Linked DNA regions of Mus musculus: region 1 is linked to region 2. The links are chromatin contacts, called in public promoter capture Hi-C maps. All regions are on one chromosome and are shown on one strand. Each heading gives the region's core, a stretch centred on a gene start, on an enhancer-like site or on the middle of the called end of the contact. The rest is flanking DNA. Distances are from core to core; before and after follow the strand shown. Region 1 holds the start of Prpsap2 (phosphoribosyl pyrophosphate synthetase-associated protein 2). Region 2 holds the start of Aldh3a1 (aldehyde dehydrogenase family 3, subfamily A1).

Region 1 (6,191 bases), core at 3,464-5,963, 550 kb after region 2:
TTCCAGAGCTCCTCCTCTGGCAATTAGGGTTCTTTCACTTTACAAACATACTGCTTCAGGCCTTTCCCACACATTCAGACACTGAACTCTATACATTCAATGTTTCTAGCTCAAAAGAGTGTATCACTGTGACTATCCGTAAGTGGCTTGTTCAAACAACTTGAGTTATAGGACAAGCTATTCTATTCTTCCTAAGTGCTGCCTCAACTTCCACAGTGTGGCTATGTTGTGGTCAGTGGATCATCATCTAAGACAGGCTTCATGCACACATACAGTGGGATCACCAGGCTAGGAGAGCACATGTGTAGCAGAGCAGCCTTTAAGGGATATTCTAAATGGAAAGTCCAGGGTTCCAACACAAGCTACAGTTCAATTTCTCTGAAGTTATTATGTCACAAATGTCTGCACAGCCAACCAACTAATGTTGGTAAGGAGTCCACTGGTGCACACTGTGAAAAGTGGCTGTGGACCAGGAGTCCACAGATACTACTCAGTCAAGCCCAGTCCTTCAAAAGCCTGAACCATTTCAATATCATTTCTAGATGTACTGAGCACAGCCACAAAGCCTGAAAACTTACTCTGCTCCTTCTGTAACACATATTTCAATCCTGGCTTTCAGAGAATGGGGCTTAGCTTAAAAAATGGGGTAGTGGAAAAGAACCACTGTATCAGCAGGGCTGGAGTGAGGGGGTGAGGGCTATGAGCACCTGCAGTTCTCGCAGAGGACCCAGCTTAGGCTTGCAGCAACCACACAGTAGTTCATAACAGTCTTGGTTATCTACTAAATTAATAATCAGTAAAATGCCTGGGGTGGCCATTACGCCCCTAAACTTCAAATAAGAAGTTCCTAAATAACAATACAAGAGACCCTGAGAGGATCCGAGGCAGCATAAAGTATTAAGGGGTAGGAAGGGCTCTTATATATACTTCGGCCTCTCTCTTCTAGGTCTACAGGATTCCAGTCCCTAGGATTGGAGCCCTCATCTGAGGCCCATCACCCCAATTTCTACCTTAGAACCAGTCTTCCTCTCCTTGCAGCCTGTGGTTCTTTCCTTGAGGATTTAAAGGAAACATTCTACTCTCACACACACAACAGCCCAGCCTCTCTTTACCCTGTACTCCTCCAGGACATCTCTTGAAGACTTTCCTTTTGTGGCTCAAATGAACAGAGCAGTCTGCCTGGTCTCCAAAACTGAACCCAGAGCAACAGCTTGTAAACTCTGACATAAGGGTTGAAGTGTAGCTTAACAGTGGAAGGCTTGCCTAGCACGAGGCATGCCTTGGGTTCCATGCCAAATCCTAATGTATGCCCACCCTTGAACAGCAGGGGCAGGCAGGGCATGAACCTAGAAAGGGCATCAGAACAATCACTATGACTGCCCAACTCACAAGCTGTTCACCTCTAAGAGCTGCCTCCAGTTCCACTTTCCCTCCCACTTAGAAATTCCAACAGTGTTTTGGTTTTTTTGGGACAGGGACTCTCTATGTAGCCCTGGCTAGCCTGGAACTCATTATGGAGTCAAGGCTGGCTTCAGATTCAAAGATATCCACCTGCCTCCCAAATACTGAGATTAAAGGCATGCATGTGCTACCAAGACCAGCCTCCTACTTCAATGTGCTATTTATCAGGCTAAGAATCACTAGTCGGCAGTGTTCATTAGCACAAAGTTTCCCTGTGACATGGAGAGTACAGAGACTGTTTCCACTCTCCCATCATGTGTTGTAATTGCTTTTGTGTTACCCTAAACTTACTCGAGAATATGAAATTTATGCAGGGATAAAAACAAATCTTTTCCAGAGACTTTCAAGACTGAAAGAACAAATCATATTCATCTCTCTGAATGAGACAACCTGTCAGACTTCATGAGTGAAGAGGTCCTCACACTGAAGATCACTTGTTTTAGATGGATTTACCACCACTGTATTTCAACATTCATACTAGAGATGATGAAGCCGCACCATTTGTGCTGTTTCCTCCCTAAAGCAGCCACTGTCTAACCAATCCTTCTAAGATGGCTAAAGGAAGACAGCTGTGGGCTTACACCACAGCAGGCCTGAGCCACAGCCTAGACCTGCATACCTCCCAGACAATGAAGATAGAGGCTTGGAAAAGCTTCTCCACCAAAATGGAAGGTCCAGGCAGCAGAGGCTCAACCAGTGTGTGCTGAACATAGCCTCACTTCAGGCACAACAGTTCGAAAACAGAATTGAAAATCATTTGTTGGGGCTGGAGAGATGGCTCAGCGGTTAAGAGCACTGACTGCTCTTCTGAAGGTCCTGAGTTCAAATCCCAGCAACCACATGGTGGCTCACAACCATCCGTAATGAGATCTGACTCCCTCTTCTGGTGTGTCTGAAGACAGCTACAGTGTACTTATATATAATAATAAATCTTAAAAAAAAAAAAAAAAAGAAAAGAAAAAAAGAAAATCATTCCTTAGCAAAGAGGATCCAGGAGTTACTTTCATTAACTCACTCCTGGAAAATCTGCTTCAATGGTAGGTAGAGCATTTGCCCATCATGCACAGGGCCTGGGTTCCAACCCCAGCATGGGAAAAAAAGCCGGACTTGCAGAAATGGATTAGAAGTGTACTTTAGTGGAAAATTAGGTGCTTTGTGCTGCAGGCCTGGGTTTAATCACCAACACAATAAAAAGCACAGGCAGGTGGTGTCGGCACCTTTAATCCTACCACTTGGGAGGCAGAGGCAGGTAGATTTCTAAGTTGGAGGCCAGCCAGTTCTACAGAGCAAATTCCAGGACAGCCAGGTTTACGTAGAGAAACCCTGTCTTGAGAAACCAATAAATATACAAATAATTAGTTAATTAATTAAGAATAAATAGATAAAAAGGAGAAAATAAAAGTTGAGGCCTGGCCATGGTGGCATACACCTTTAATCCCAGAGGTTGGGAGGCAGAGGTAGGCAAATCTCTGAATTTGAGGCCAGCCTGGTCTACAAAGAGTTCCAAGATAGCCAGGGCTGTTACACAGAGAAACCTCCGTCTCCAAAATAAAATAAAGTAAAATAATTGAGAAACTGCAGGGCAGAGATAAAACCACATTACTCTTCCATATTCTGTGGTTACTGGCATTTTGCTTTCTTATGGCTAATGCTGTTCTGAGAGTTTTGATTTTTTGTTTTGTTTTTGTGACAACTTGGGAGAAGCAGGAAATAAATCTAAAACTATTTTAAATTTGGAGAAGTAACTTTTATTCATTTAATGTGTATGGGTGTTTTCTCTGCACACCGCGTGTGCCTGGTACTCTTGGAGACCAGCAGAGGGTGTCAGATTGGGTGGGTCTAGCATTAGAGGTGGTTGTAGGCTGTCACGTGGGTGGGTGCTGGAACTGACTCAGTCTTGAACAACTAGTATTCTTAACCAGCCAGTTCTCCAGCCCCCACACCTGGGGAAGCAGTTTTAATAGGAAAACAGGTTTGACATTACTTCCCAGACTTTAACGAAGTCATACGAGGTAACCTCTTCCTCATAACAGTGGCCCCTGAAGGACAGAGTGGGGTAGCAGTCTGATATGCAATACAGTTCCCTGCATACAACAATAGGTTGCGACTCTCAGTCATACAGAGCATGACTTGGCAACCTGATGAACTACAGGCAATAGAATCAAATACCCAGATTTTGAAATGTCTATTGCAAACATACCTTATCAGAAAAAAAGATACATACTAAATGCCAAAGAAAGAGCACAGAACTATGTTTTGGTGTTGTCAATTCTTGGAGCTTATCCCAAGTATAGAGCTATATTGTCAATGATAGAAAGTACAATTTAAAAACAAAACAAAACAAACAAACAAACAAACAAACAAAAAACCCCCAACAACTTTGTAGCCCTGTTTGCCAGGAACTCGCTCTGTGGACCATGAGCCCTCAAGATCCTTTCACCAGTCTCTGAGATTAAGGGGTGTGCCATCAAGCCCCACAAACTGCAAGATTATTTAAGAACAGAAACACTGGTTCTATGTTAAACCACAGAGTAGCTAATGAATATAATGTGCATATCTCTGCAAAAATTGGATAATAATGATACAAACTACAGCAGTTAAAAGACAAGAAAGGTTTCCTATAGTGGGGCTTAGGGGCACGCACCTATTTTATTTTTATTTGTGCATTTAAATTGTTAAGCACTAGGGCATGAGATGGGTCAATGGCAGGCCGCTTGCATTGCTTCACCTTGCATTCGACTCCAGAACCGCAAGAAAAAAAAAAAAAAAGAAAAAAAAAAAACATAAAACATTAGAACTCACACTTCCTCAGGCCTCAAAGCTCGGTTCAGTATTTTCGTATCCCTCACAAAAGCTAAACACCCAAACTCTGCCAATATCGATATAAGAAAAATAAATCCTTATCAATAATGTAACAGATTGAGGAAGAGATTTTTCTGCAGAGTATCTTATGCCGCTCCTCCTACGTCTGATTGGAGCCCAATCATCCACTAAGGCTGGTGGAGCCGAACACGGGGCCCCGGGCTCGCCCCGGAGCAACAAGGGCCATGGCTCCCGCCCGGCACCGCGCGAGCTCGCGGGGCCCGCCGTCCGCCCGCCGAGGCTCCCGCCCGCCTACCTGGTCCCGACCCCAGCCCGGCCCGCCGCAGCCTCGGCTGCCGAAGGAAGAGAGCACAGAGCTCCGCACGGCGTCTTACAGCAAAATGGCGACTCTAAGCGCGAGAAAGTCTTTCGAGACTGCGAGGCCAGGGGCGGGGCCTGAGGGCAACTGACTAGAGTGGGCGAGGCCGTCGAGGGGCGTGGTCTGGAGGAAGAGGGGCGGGGCAGAAAGTGGGGTAGAAGGCAATGCATTTGATGCTGTGGGCGTGGCCGCCAGAGTGGGCGGGAGGATGTTGTGTGGGCGTGGTCAGACTCGAGGAAAGTGGGGGAGAATTAGAGTGGGCGTGGTTGGAAGTGTGGTTAAAATTCATAGGTTCTGACTGGGTTCAAGTCTTTACTGTCCTGCAAGACTGAGCAAGTCACCTCTTTGACCTGAGTTCTTCTGAAAAAGAGATGACAGCAGTACCCCCATCTCCTGGGGTTGGGAGGAGTGAGTGAGAAATCTGCGAACCTCTTGGCATGGTTCTTAGCATACAGTCGATGAGCAGTTATCATTCATAATTATTCGCTTTGTTGTCCCTTCCTTCTTTTCAGTGGTTAAGAGTATATACTGCTTTTCCAGAGAAGCTGAGTTTGGTTCCCAGAACCAATGTCAGGCAGTTCACAACTGCCTGTAATTCTAGCTCCAAGTCTCCCTGATGTCTCTGGCCTCCTCAGCCACCTGCACTCATATAAACATAAACATATACAAATAATTAAACATTCTAAAAGTTAGTTTTTTAAAAAATTGTAGCTCTGGGTGACCTGGAACTCACAGAGATCCATCTGTCTCTGCCTCCTGAGTGTTAGGATTAAAAGGGTGGCCATCATTCCTAGCAAATTGGTTGCTGTTGATATATCATTGCTGAATTCTTTATACCTTGAAATATGGTGATCCCTATTTTTTAAGGGGCTACTTGGCCCTTCCTCTCTTTCTTTTTTTTTTAAATATTTATTTATTTATTATACAGTAAATACACTGTAGCTGTCTTCAGACACTCCAGAAGAGGGAGTCAGATCTCATTACAGATGGTTATGAGCCACCATGTGGTTGCTGGGATTTGAACTCTGGACCTTTGGAAGAGCAGTCGGGTGCTCTTACCCACTGAGCCATCTCACCAGCCCCCAGTGATCCCTATTTATAACATAACAAACATATAGTGCATGCCAGGTATCAAGGCATTATTTATTATTATCTATATTTTATATTAATATATATTAACAGTAACTTTCAGAAATGGGGTAAGACTTATCTCTATTTAATTGCTGTGGGTACTCAGATGCCAGTGACAAAGCAATAGATAGGCACCACCTGCAGTGCCTTGCTCCATGTGTATACTTAAAGGCTCTCATCCACTGCACTTCCAGTTCACAAGTGAGACAAGCAGACATTTATGGGAGGATGCACAGGTGGCTAGAATTAATTATCAGAAGGCTGAGGATGGTTAGAATTCATAGGAGGGCTTGTGGGTAGCTAGAATTCATGGGAAGTATGCACGAAAACTGAAAAGAAGCTGTGTCTGGCTGACTGATGACAATTTCAGTACTGTGGGGGAGATTGGGATGTTGCAGGTTCAGAGGCTAGTTTACCT
Region 2 (5,742 bases), core at 2,795-5,294:
CAGCCACACTGTTTCCCAAAGGGGCTGGCTGTACCACTTTACATTCTCCAAGAATTATGCAAGGGACTCCCATCTGTCCACCTTCACATCAGCACTTTCCCCAGTGCCTTTTCCATTCTGACAAGGATGCCTGCTGAGTCCTTGGCACTAGAGCCTCTCACCTTGTTTGCCTGTGGAGGGACAGCCAGGGTATGTTTGTGTGGCTAGAGTTGTGTTGCTGTGCCAACATTTATAAGAAATCTGAAGGAAAAGGGATGCATTTTGAGTCACAGTTACAGAGGAATTTTGCCTCATCCTTGAGGAGAGGGCATGGTGGCAGAAGTGACATAGTCTGTTGTTCGGGAAGGTGGCACAGTCACACTGCAGCTAGACCTGGAAGAAGAGAGCTAGGCAGGACTGGAAGTGGATACAACCTTCAAAGATTCATCCCTTGTGGCTTTCATCTACCAGATAGATCCCAAGGCCTAAAACTTCCTCCATTTCCCCAAACATCATGATGGAGACCAAATATTCAAACGCACAAGCCTGTTGGGGACATTTCACACTCAAACCATAATAGCAGGCCCAGCCTCGGAGCCGCTGCATCCCACCAATCTTGATAATCATGGCTCCTGTACCTAGTAAGCTGGGAGAGCAGCCATGCCAAGGTGGCATGGGGCCCTGCCAACTCTGGCTTCTGCAGTGACTTGCCTGGGCTGGCAGTTCCTGCTGTCCTTGCGGTCGACCCTCAAACAAGCAGTAGCTGAGTTTCCACTTACCTGTGTGCCTGCCAGGCCTGTGCTTATCCTACTGTAGGTGGGTGGCTAGAGTTAGGAGTGGTCTCAGTGTTCATATACACTCTCTGCCTCTCTGATTCCACTGGAGAAGTTTTTTCCTGTCTGACTTGAAGCTTCAAGTGTCTGTGGGGTGTGTGAGGTTCTCACCATGGGTCTTGCTTGCTTATTCTGATTTCAGGGACTTTTCTTTTCTTTTTTTTTTTTTTTTACTCAAAGTGATTTTATTGCTTGTGCACACAACAGCATTTATGCCACTAGAGCAGATGCTGTGGATGACTCATATTTCCAATTGGGTGGGAGCACCCGCTTAGTCTTAAAGTATCAAGCCAATCGGTGAATTCTGGTCTCTATCGGAATCAGGCAGAATTTAGCATCCTTATCCTTTCTGTTCCTCTCAAGGTGCTTTCGGACAGCAACAGCTTTCTTAATCAAATGGTAGAGATCCTCGGGGAGGTCAGGGGCAAGGCCTTTGGACTTGAGGATTCTCAAGATTTTATTTCCAGTCACAAAACGGACCTGGGCCACCCCGTGTGAGTCCCTCAGGATTACACCTATCTGGGAGGGAGTCAGGCCTTTCTTGGCCAATTTGTAAATCTGTTCCTTCACATCATCAGACGTCAACTTCAGCCACGTGGGGACGCTATGGCGGTAGGGCAGCGCTGACTGGGACAGGCCCTTCCCGGGAGCGTGCATGTGACCCATGATGGCGGAGGTCTGGCAGCAAAGAGTCAGGGACTTTTCTAACTCATGGCTGATGCTAACATATGCAGATGGTCCTTCATGGACAGAAGGCTAACAAACCAACATAAGCCAAAAACATCTTAAGTCAGGTCAAGGGCTGTGGCCCAGGGATTGCTGTTGCCAAGGTCAAACCTTCAGGGACTCAAAGATTGCATTTTCTCCCATGAAGCAACAAAGGGCAGTAATAAATGTCAAGTGGGAAGAGAGACAGCCTTTCACCAACAAAAATCCATCTAATGTGTTTAAGGAGGTATCATGGGAGTGTAAGTGGCCAGGATGAGCAGACTGGTGGTGGCCTAGCAGCCAGGGCAGGGAAAACTGGAAGCAGGTATTGTGAATGGATTATCGGGGCTTGCAAAACAAACATTAACATTGGACAGCAGGCATCTGCAAGTTTCTGTTACAGTCAAGCTATTCCAGAACTGGAACATTCCTTTTCTATAATGCTCCGTACTGGGCAAGCACTCTACTGTTCACCACATTCATCCCTAAGGCATTTTTTTTTAACCGAAAAAAGAAGAGGAAACAACCCTGGAGACTTTGTTCTTCAACAATTTAAATGGTTCCGAGGCTACTTGACCTACATTAAGCAGTAGCAAGATACCATTGTCATTGATCACGACAGAAGCAAAACCAAACAATTACTAGATGTGTCCATCTGACCAGCTGCTTGCTGCTCCCCAGGCCATGGCCTAACCCAGTCCATGGGACTCCTTACCTCCTGCAGGCCACAGACACATCAATTGTATGGGTGACAACCATTAGCAGTCACACTCTTCTGCTTCCTGTATCTTTCCTTAACCGGCTGTTCCTTGTCTGAAGACCTGTCTCTGCCTTGGGGTGTCCCTATGCACACCCTCATCATCACAAATACACACGCCCATCACTAATGCACACCCCATCACTAATGCAGACCTCCACCAATCACTAATGCACACCCCCATCACTAATGCACACCCCCATCATTACTACTTTTCACGGTGTTTTGAAATTTGTGTTTTCTTTATTTCACCATTTAGCAAATGTTTACTAAGTGTTCACTTCTCAGATTTCCAGCCCATAGCAGATCCAGTTCTGTTTGGTGAGGGAGGGCCAGAAAGAGAGGCAAGTAGCAGCCAGCACAAAACTGCTGTGTTAATTAACTACAAGGGTATGTTTTCAGCAGGCAATTTTGCCTCTGTGCGGATATCATAAAACACACTTAAACAGACAGGGCTGGTGTAGACTTACTACACAGCTCAGCCACTGCTCCAGGGCCACCATGAACAAAGTAGCACAAAATTAGGTCAAGAAGAGGAAATTATGTGGTAACCACGGTATGCATGGGCAGCTGCTGGCCTCATGTGGCACGCTGTTTTCCTTTCTCCTCTCCTTTCCTTGTGATGATCAGAGGGGGACCCTTTATGATAAGGTAAAGAGCAAATGCAAAAGGCACTAAGTCAGTAGTTAGCCCCAGGTGTTGGTTACTGGAATGTGTGTGTTGTGCCTTGCTGCAGCCGCTGCTATGGCACAAAACCAACGGACAAGAGAAATTTCCAACTCCATTATAATCTTATTACCGATAACTGTAGACACAGGGTGCCAGAGGGCATAGCTGCTCTGGAGGAAAAGACTGACAGGACAAAGTGTTGCTATGTGATATGATGTTGGAGCAGAGCCATGGCGTGTGCAGATTTCGGGGAGAGCAAGAACACAGGCTTGGTGGGAACTTGTCCTTTCAGAGAACTGAAATGCAAAAACAGTGGGTGGGTGAGAGGGCAAAGGGGCCTGGTAGAAAGAGGTCGAGGAGCCCCGTGACAGAGCAGTTGTGGGCTGTGCCGATGGTGGTGACTCATGTCACCCTATACACCACAGTGTGGCACAGGCCAGGGGCTCAGAGAACACTGGCTAAACATACAGAAAGGGACTTCCAGGTTCTGTCCTCCCTGGGTGATACAGAGAGGAAATTCCTGGCAGTTCTGGTGGGGCCTGGCCATGTTTTCCACTAATCTTTGAGGGAACAGATCCACTTACTACTGGGGATGCCTTTAGACATCTCCAACCAGTAGGTTGTGTCTGTGCCTCAGTGGGACCCTTGTGCATACGGCGGTGACAGAGTGGGATGTGATTTTTCTGCCTTTCTTGGGTGCTGTGCCCACAACTGCGTGACTGCGGCTTACACGCTGTAGACCTTACATAACAGGGGACGCAGGGACCAGCATCTGGCAAAAGCAGGAAAAGCATGAACTCCATGCCAGGCTGGATTACTCAGTGGCCCCCACGCCCAGGGCAAACACAGGCTTCTTTTGAGGGCTGGCTAAGAGCCCACACAAACTTTCACAGGCCCATCTTGCATTTCAGAACAGAACAAAACAGACAGCCCAAGACACAATCTTCAAAACCCGTGTGAAGCAGAGGTCTGGATTATGCTGCACCCACATTTGAATATTGTTTTATCTTCGTCACGCGAACTTCCTGGGGAAGGACTCTGAGGTCCAAGTGGGCGGGGAGAAGGGTCCTTAAATGTGTTCTCTCTTGGCTCTTGCTTATTCCAGGAGTTCCAGCTGCTGGAGAGGACTGTGTAGAAGGTAACCTACCCCATCTCTCTTACTTCGTCTCTAGATGGGAGCAGACAAGTACATATAGCCTGCTTGGAGCGAGGACTTTGAAAGGCTGAGACTTGCGTCCACTCTGAGGGCAACTAGTCCAGACTCTGACAGGTCAGCATTTCCTGACTGGGTGCACTGAATGCCAAGCACCAGAGGTCTGTCACCTTCCGACATTGGACCAAGAGAGTCCCAGAGACCCTCAAAGACACAGGAACAGAGGTGTCCTTTGGGTGAGAGACCTGTGCCCTGCCAAGCCTCTCAGCCCCTAGAAAGGCGGCAGGGCTGAGTAGCTGAGTGTGTGCAACTTGGGAGCAGCCTGATTTCAGTGCTTGTCACCTGTGAGGGCAAAGGCAGCATGCTTAATGCCATCAGTCCTACTCTTCTCACCCGTGGAACAGACGCATAACTGACCTTTTTTCGTGACCACTATTAGGGTGCATTTAAAAATCAATCTCTCTCTTTTCTGCTCCTCTTTCTCCACCTTCCCTCATGTGTGTGTCTGTGTGTGTGTGTTTCTGTGTGTGTGTGCGTGCACCATACAGGTATATGTGCCATGACATGTGTGCAGGTCAGTAGACAGCCTTGGTTGTCAGTCCCTGCCTTCTACTTTGTTCAAGGCAGGGTCTATTCTTTATTATTGACTGCTATCCAGGTACACCAAGACAGTTGGCCTGTGAGGTTCCAGGGAGTCTCCTGTCTCTGGCCCCCATCTTATAGCAGGAGTTGTGAGATTTCAGAAATGTGCACCCACATCTAGCTTTATTTGGCATCTTGGCACCCAAACTTGGGTTCTCATGCTTTCCAAGCAAGGACTTCACCCACTGAACCATCTCACCAGCTCCACTATGGCGGTTTTCTGAAACTGAAGGGAGTGGGGAGAAGGCGCTGAGTGTGAACGGGTCTGGAAGGCGGGTATAACCTTTAAGGCTGGCTGGTTCTGAGAGAGGAAAGCCGGCTTGTGTCCCATTCAGGTGCCAGGTGCAGCATCAAATGTGGCTCCACCCAACGGTCAGTAACTCCGCAGACAGCACCGTGGTTAACTGCCTCACAGAGGGGGCCCAGGGACCTAGTTCCTTAAAGCCCACTTAGTTTTGAGAGACGACATGGAGGGGCAAGCCCAGCCCTGTCCAGCTGCATTCACACGAGGCCCTTCTCCTCCGAGGACCCTACCTTTGTGTTTAGTGGCTGAGGCTGTGTGGCTCTGCTTGAAGCTCTGGCTATCAGGAAGGACCTGGCCCACCGGCTGGCAGGACAAACTGGCCCAGTGAAGGCACTGTCCGGTCTCCTGGTGGATCACAAGGAAAGGGGCGTGGCATGTCCAGATTTGAACCCTGGATGCCTCTTCCCAGGGTAGGAAGTCTAAGGGTCAACATGAATAGGTGAGGGTGGTGGTGGAAAGAATCTGCATGCAAAATCAGGCACTCATGTCTGACATCGTCAAACACTATATTTATGTAGATTTATATGGGGGTGAGGCTTGGGGAGCACTTGTATTTTTGTGTGCAATTGCAAGAGCTTCCTCCACATTGCAGTGTTAAATATCATATGGTGCTGGACCAACCATCTCTGGAAGGAGGGTGAGGGTTTGGTACCCGTGACTATGGTTCTCTGTGTAGTAGAAACGGCTTCTTGGGAAG

Evidence for each region. Promoter capture Hi-C pulls out the DNA fragments that hold promoters and counts their contacts.
Region 1: a promoter capture Hi-C map of embryonic stem cells shows a contact between it and region 2, with 3 times the contacts expected there. The contact joins the promoter of Prpsap2 here to the promoter of Aldh3a1 in region 2. A contact is called at or near these places in 3 of 39 promoter capture datasets (cranial neural crest, embryonic stem cells and frontonasal cranial neural crest) and 2 of 9 other capture datasets (adipose tissue and embryonic stem cells).

The regions. Positions count from the first base shown.
Region 1 is chr11:61,757,375-61,763,565 of GRCm38.p6, forward strand. Prpsap2 (phosphoribosyl pyrophosphate synthetase-associated protein 2) reads right to left here and starts at 4,714. Exons shown (of 12, transcript NM_144806.2): 1 at 4,580-4,714.
Region 2 is chr11:61,204,698-61,210,439 of GRCm38.p6, forward strand. Aldh3a1 (aldehyde dehydrogenase family 3, subfamily A1) reads left to right here and starts at 4,045. Exons shown (of 11, transcript NM_001112725.1): 1 at 4,045-4,084. It also overlaps the pseudogene Rps13-ps5.